2 separate regions of the Drosophila melanogaster genome follow, and region 2 is linked to region 1. Evidence: chromatin contacts called from public Hi-C data. All regions are on one chromosome and are shown on one strand. Each heading gives the region's core, a stretch centred on a gene start, on an enhancer-like site or on the middle of the called end of the contact. The rest is flanking DNA. Distances are from core to core; before and after follow the strand shown.

The links. Hi-C and Micro-C count contacts between places; a contact is called where the count stands out from the background.
Region 2: a Hi-C map of the Kc167 cell line shows a contact between it and region 1, with 2.4 times the contacts expected there. The contact joins the promoter of lap here to the promoter of CG10098 in region 1. A contact is called at or near these places in 14 of 107 Hi-C or Micro-C datasets (the Clone 8 cell line, the Kc167 cell line, the OSC cell line and 5 more).

Annotation. Positions count from the first base shown.
Region 1 is chr3R:7,122,727-7,126,447 of dm6, forward strand. It overlaps CG10098, which reads left to right and starts at 1,822. Exons shown (of 3, transcript NM_141437.4): 1 at 1,822-2,080; 2 at 2,149-2,336; 3 at 2,693-3,721. The coding sequence starts at 1,934. The coding sequence ends at 3,419. Alh (Alhambra) reads right to left here and starts at 1,459. Exons shown (of 10, transcript NM_079526.3): 1 at 1,178-1,459. The coding sequence starts at 1,212. CG10068 reads right to left here. Exons shown (of 2, transcript NM_141438.4): 2 at 3,545-3,721.
Region 2 is chr3R:7,185,223-7,188,943 of dm6, forward strand. It overlaps lap (like-AP180), which reads left to right and starts at 1,772. Exons shown (of 11, transcript NM_079528.3): 1 at 1,772-2,325. The coding sequence starts at 2,190. It overlaps CG10055, which reads right to left and starts at 1,451. Exons shown (of 3, transcript NM_141446.2): 1 at 1,084-1,451; 2 at 592-988; 3 at 1-535. The coding sequence starts at 1,349.

The sequences.
Region 1 (3,721 bases), core at 572-3,071:
TTTGGTCCCAATGTGCGATCGAACGCAAATATGTGGGTCGCGGAGATTTCACAACAACAACGGCAATTATTATAATAATAATAATAACGGCATGCGGGTGCTGTTTCTGTTTCATTCATGCATGCGCATCTGTGCGAGAGATCGCGGCGGAGGAGAGTGCGGGTCTAGTTGTACCGTTATTGGGTCAGCGTGTTGCCAACTGCCGAAAAAGAAAAACGCAGCCAGCGTGTTGCCAACAGCGGGTTAGCTGGAGTTCTCTAACTTAACGGTGTAAAATCACACACACTTGGCCATATGAAACGAGGCCGCTCTGCACGTTGCTTTTGTAATGAAGAGCAATGCACTTTCGACACAAGCAAACACACACTGTCGTCAGGCAGAACAGATACATACACACGCACGCGGGGAGATGCTACATTAATGTTGACGAAATGCCGGAAAAGGGGGCGCGCTTTTGGGGGGTGGAATACGGGTGGGTGTGTGTACATGTATATATGTACCCCATTTAAAACATCCTTCGGGGGAGTTTTTGGGGACTGGAGGGTAGTTTCTCCCAGTTTCCGCAACTCGTCTCTTAAAGCACTGCTTAAATTTCCTTCAAATTGTGTGTATACCCGTGGCTTGAATTTATTGATTTTTATGGGCAATTGCTTTAATTTCACTGGCCAGCAGGGCTTTAAAACGTCATCAGCGGTGTGCCACCAAACAAAAAGAAACTAGTTTCACGGCGGGGAAAATGCGCGCGGTCAAAGTCGTCAAGCAACGCACAACAAAAACAGAAAATATCTATTTTTTTCAGGGAGCGGTCTATCGAAAACTTGAAATTCTTTCGACTTTCTTGCTATTTTCACGCAGAGGTTTCTTATTGGCCGCTAGCACCCTCACAGAATATTGATTTTCTAAATTTCTTTACCCAATTTGGCACTTTAAATAAATGGTTTCCAGCCCGCAGCTGTGGGTTAGCGTTTATCTAGCTTTTCGTGGCTTTTCTCAGCACTTTTCCGCGTCTCACAGTCTTCACAGCCGCCCACGAGTAGCAAACGCACGCAAGTAAAATAATCAACACTCAAAAAAGGCGCTGAACAACACCATCCACCAGCGCAACAACAACACTGTGTGCGCGAGTATTTACAACTACAGCTACAACAACACCAGCAGCACACACCACTCCACACACCTTGTAACTTGTTTGTTGTTGTTTCGCTCGCACATCGGGAGCGAGCAGTGCGGGCGCGAGAGGGAGACAACACCACCTGCTCTGTATACAAATGCAGCTTAGTGGATACAATTTTGCTGGATGCGCGGTTTTTCCAATTGCCCGAATATCGCGAAAAGCTTGCAATTCCGAGACGTTCCGCGTTTTCCTTCTATGCAGACAGGTTTTTGAGCATTTTAACGCCGAAACAAGAAAAACCTCGGTTACCAGACGAATGGGCAGATTTCTAGCGATGGGTACTTTATCAGAGAAGGGTAAAATGCTTAGAGATGGGATGCGACTTGTCTGCATTTTTCCAGATTCAAAGGAAAACCCGATATTCATTATAACTTCCCTCTCTTATTCAATGCTGCTAATTATGGTGTAAATGAAGGTTGTAATTTAAGTAAATCGAATTCTTATTGGTGTTGGATCATAGTATTGTCAACATTAATGCTCGTCATTTAAATAATGGAGATGTATAAGGAAATATTTTATATATAGAACACTAAAATACCTAATCCTTATAGTTCTTTTAGAATTCTCCATACTAAACAAATAAATAACGTCCGATGTTGCCAGACGAGTCAACGGCTCATCGCCACGGTTCATTTCCACGATATATATTGGGCAGTGTTGAATAACGTTTGAACCTTAAACAGCTGTGGGAAAAATCAATTTTGCAACTCCCTCGCGCACTTCTGAAGAAACTTCTTCGCGAGAAAAGCACGGATAAAAATGACCAACGGTGACTGCTTTGTTGTTCTGCCCGAGAACTGTGCCGAAGGAACTTTGATCATCGGTCGCAATGCGGAGGACGAAAAAAACGTCAACGTTGCTTCGGAGGTTTGCTTCTACGATGCCACCGAAGTGCTTGAGGGGAAGGTAAAGACAGACTCCTCCGAAAACGAAGCTCGATCAATGACTCACCACCCAAACACCTCACATTTCAGACTGACGGTGGAGCTTCTGCCGAGACAGGCGGCGATATGTTGCGTGTTATATTGCAAAAACCGCAGCCGGGTCTCTGGGGTGGGGACTTCGGGGCCAATGAACGCGGAGTGGCCCTAGGTCTTACCTGGGCGGCAGGTGAAAACGAGGCCAAGGACAGCGACAGCCTGCTGGGCACGGATATAGTGCGGTAAGTTCTCTTTCAATATCTGCGTATCAACAAACTATGCACAACAAAGCAAATTATTTGCACTTAATATAAATAACTTTCATCACTAAAAATGTATGTACATATGAAGTCTATATAATGCAGAACGTAAATACTTATTCAAAGGATGACATTTTGTGGCTGATGTTTGTAATTAGCATTCCAATCCTTTCGTGTCCTTTAGGGCTTATTAATGCTTGAAGATACTATTATTTCAACATTATTTCATAAGTTAATTAAAAACGAATCAATCAGAAATTTAATGTTGTCGAGAAACTAAGGCTTTTACAATTATTATAAATCATGAAATAATAAATCATCTAATAACTTTTTTGTAGCTTGACTTTGGCTGTCGCCAAAGATGTGGACGATGCTGTAGACCGGATTGGAGCTTTGGTGGCCAGTCACGGTCACGACAACTCCAAACTAAACTTCATCGCTTGCGATGCAGCTGCTGCCTGGCTTGTGAGTTGCTCTGGCAAGGTATGGGCCGCTGAGAAATTGGAGGCCAGCTTCTTGCGTTTGCCCTCCGGAGGACTGGCTGTGACCACTGTGGTGAACAAGTCAAGCGAGGGATTAGATGACGCTGCCAGTTTTGCCGCTGCTCACGATGCAGAGGCCCAGGCCCCGGCAGTGGATTGGTGTGGTCCCAAGCCAGCTGGCGATGGAACATATACCCAGCACGACATGTTCGAGACGCTGCGATCCGCCAGTAATGCGAGCAGCTCGAGGGCGGCTACCGTTTCGGTGCTGTCGGTGAAGGGAATCTCATGCCATTGGTTCACCGGGACGCCCAATGCCGCCGAGTCTGTGTTTAAGCCGTTCGTTTTTGCCCCAAATCCGAGGATCTCGCCGCTAACCCAAGTGCAAGCGGAAGCGGACTTGACGTTGCTGCACAAGCTACACTCGCAACGCAAGCCGGCCGCCTTGGAGCACTTGCGCAGCTTGGAGCTCTCCTGCGTGGACGAGCTAAATAACTATTTCTCTCTGCAGGATCACGCCAGTGACGAGCTGGACGAACTGCTCAAGGACTGTGTCGAGGCGGAAGTCAAGTTCTATCGCTAGACCAACGAATACTATCTATATGGATACTCCAAAAACTAGCTTGCAAGCTCTATTGAGCATCGGGATTTGACTTGAGCATTCTTATGGCATTACCAAATAGGCTTTAGTCGTCAAAATATTTTCTTGTGCAATCTCTACTGATTTTATTTCGTTTAGTTTTTATGCTTTTGCGTGATATTTAAATTATTATTTATTCTGTCTCAGTGGGCAATCTCCGACTTGAATTTAAAGTATTATTGTGTGACATTCCAGGCTTAGTTTAACGATTTACATACTTGCATTCAAATATATATGAATACATA
Region 2 (3,721 bases), core at 522-3,021, 62 kb after region 1:
TGCGACCGCCCTTTAAAACTTCTATGGCATCCCGTACACATTGGCGGCCCAACTCGAAATTGCGGTACAGCGGGTAGGTGATCATTCGCCGCAGGAAGGCAACCAGTACGTCCCGATAGTTGTCGAATTGCTCAAAGTAGCAATAAAGCGGGCACAGTATGCTTCGCGTCCAGCCCGATTCACACGTCGGCTCATTGTTCGTCGTCCGCACATCATAGCATATGGCCAACAGAATGCTTATCAGCCCGCAATCGATCTCGTTTTGCCGAAAAACGTCGCACGGCTGCTGCTCCCGTGTCTGCATTCGGCTGATGTTGTGCAGCAGATGCGCTTGCTCCTGGGTCATGGAAGTCTCGTAGATTTTCGGTTTGTAGCGTAAAGGATTCTGGTGACCGGACGGAACCTGTAGCTCCACAAAATTTATTTTGTACTGCTCGCGGGAAAAGCGCTTCATCTCATCGACCACGCGCTCTTGCCGCCTTTGGATGGGGCTCATGCGATGTGGCTCCGACACGCGGCACGTGGCTCTGTCCAACTGTGAAAACATCTGTGTTTAGTGCGCGGAAGAGCAGGTTAACCAATTGAACTCACCTCACTCAGGTCTAGCGGTCCGCTGTATTCGCTAGCATAGCCGTACCCAAAATTGTTGGTCAGCTTGTAGGTGCGCTCGTGGTCGTCGAGCTGCAATTGGCACTGATCGGTGATTCGTTTGAGTTTCCATTCCTGCACCAGAGGCTGCTTGTCCGGCAAATTGGCACTCAGTGTGGGTAGGTGCAGGAATGCGGCTATGTACTCTTTGCGACTATTCCACTGCTTGGCTGCATCCCCCGTACCACCGCCTCCGCCTCTTTCTCCACCGGGTCCTTCCTGGGCACCCGCTGTTAGGGGCAGACAGCGCAGGCAAATTTGGTAGTGATTCTCTGTCGTGTTGAACTTTATCAACAGCGTCTTCAGCTCTCGCAAGTCGAAGGTGCGACGGCTGTGGAATCTGTCCGAAAAGGGAGTACAAGTACGCAATGATATCGCTGGAATTTCGCCACCATGGCCCACCATGGGCACGACAGATTGCCGGATGTGACTCACTTGTACAGCTTAACATCTGCGTAGAAATAAAGATCGTGCGCGTCAACGAATATATCGCAGTTTCTTATGCGATCCACATGCAACGCCTCCGCTTCCGCCAACCCCGACCCCGCTTCCTGACCAAACTCCTCACCAGCGGAAGAAGAAGCAGCAGCAGCTGCTGCTGGCTGGGCCGACTTTGAGGACTGATTCAGGACAGGCGGGCGGGGTATGATCAGCGTGCACGAGTTCTCCAAATAACTGTGTGCAATCTGTCCATTCAACATCTTACAATTTTATTACGAGACTGTTGATTGTGCTAACTACTGTTTTTTAGTATAATTTTATTTATTTTAATGACCAGTATGACCGCCTACTCGAAACTAAAAATTCCTGTTGACAGCCCCTTAGCTTACGTTACGTTTGGCTACACTTCCGACAAATCTAGCTACTTTTTAACTGCTGTTGGGGAATTTTAAGTGCTAAGTTATAAAAAAAGATTTATTTATAGTATCTTAATATTTTATATTTTTATTTATTTATTTATCATTATTTTTTTTTATTTTCAGAACTTATATGAACACATCGTAAAAGCTAAGTTCAGCTATTTCGTATTCGCTTACGTTATGGCAATCGATATTTTCCCACCTAACGCCGTAAACTCAAGTCGATTGCACGCGTTAGCTCCACTTTGTGGACGCTTTAGGACATTGCTCATACGCTCGCTCCATTTGCCAGTCGCCATTATCGATTTGTGGCAGAGGAAAAATAGAGAATTAAAAAATCGCGTTTCAGCGTTAGGCACCGGTTAGAGAGCGCATAAACCGCGGCGATAAATTGTGTAGTGATTGTGACGTAGGAACCACTAAATCTTTACTGTTAGTTTAATCGTGAGGCTCGCATAGCAGAGTTTTCCCGTTCGAAATATTCTCAATCAATCAATACCTCTCTGTCTCTCGCTCGCCCCATACGCGTGTGTGTGTGTGTCTCTCTCTCCCTCTCTCTGTATCTGCTTTCGAGTGTGTGTGTGTGTCGGTGTGGTCAGCTCCTTTGGTGCATAATTAAATTAATCAAGTAAATAAAAACCAGCGAGCGGCAGCAGAAACAACAACAGCAACAGCTTCATCATGACCATGGCAGGGCAAACGATCAACGACAGGCTGCTGGCCGCCCGTCACAGCCTTGCGGGCCAAGGACTCGCCAAGTCCGTTTGCAAGGCCACCACGGAGGAATGCATTGGCCCGAAGAAGAAGCACTTGGACTGTGAGTTGCCCTGTCTATCTCTTTCCCTTGCCCACTCTCTTGGTCTTTCATTGCGTAAATCACCGTTACATTTCCTTGTTATAACACAGAGAGAAAAGAGGCACAGCCTTGTGCTACTAGTGGAAATGTACCCATCAAACACACGAAAATATTATTGTTACTTTGTAACGCTTTAAAATTAATTTATTTTTATTTGCAAACATAAGTCGCAATAAAATCTGTTTAGAAATTAACTTAAATTTTAATAATAATAAAAATTGGAATGAATAATATACTAAAGTAAGGAGTGCCTAACAAATTAGCAAAGAAAATAAAAAATTTAAATGTAGCCTAAATATAAAAACCATCGGCACAGTTAGTACGCTGCAAAAGTAATTTAGCAACAACATTCAGATGCAACCAGTTCGGGTTTCTTGGCTTCCTCGCTCCATTTTCACGTGCCTTTTGTTTTTGTGCGATAAATCACAAAGTTTTCTGAAAACGAAACCACTGATTACGGTCCACAAAGTCCCACAAACACAAACCACCACCCTCAAATTGCATCTGTGGCTCAGCTGCTGGTGTTTGTGGACTCCGTTCGTCATTGATTGGACTCCCCTCTCTTTCTACCAACACACTCTCTCTCTCTCTCTAATGTTACGTCACTTTCCCACGGGTGCACGTGTGTTTGTAGGGGCTTTGAATGGCTTAAAACGCCTACGAAAGCAGGGATTGTGTTTGTCACGGTGTCATTGCTTGTTAAATTTATGCAAGAGTCTTCCCTAATTTGCTGGATTTGCTTACACGTTTGAATTTTGCAAATACTTCTAAAGAGCTCCATATCCTAACGACATTCATTCCCGTTGGAATCTGTTTTTTTGGCTAGTTTTGCTCGCATTTTGACCCCCTTTTATTTAGCTTGTTGGCACTTTTCAGATGACTCATCAGATATGGCTACGAGTAAATGGGAATAAAAGAGGGCAATATTGTGGGGCGTTACTTGTCACATAAACATTGTATTGCAGTTGCCGCAAACCAATTTCCAATATAACCCAAAATTTGGCCACATGTGCTGTTTATTCAAGTTGATTACTTTATCCAAAACGTTATGCTCAATTCAGTTACCAAAAGTCTAAATAAATTAAACCTGAGTTAAAAGTCAGTCCGTACATTTTACAAGACGTCAGCAGGTAGCATGAAATATATTTCTTCTACCTATTTTCTCTATTTTCTTTTGTTAACAACTTTTGTCCTATGATAAAACCAGTTGTGTGTTCACGGAAACAACAGCACTTAATGAGCTTTACACCGATTGAAAAGATCCCAGAATATTTCAACCAGCTACACAAGTGGGCAATAATAATTAAAATTAAGTATCAATGGTCCCCCACTACAGTGGAGTCTCGATACCCGACAC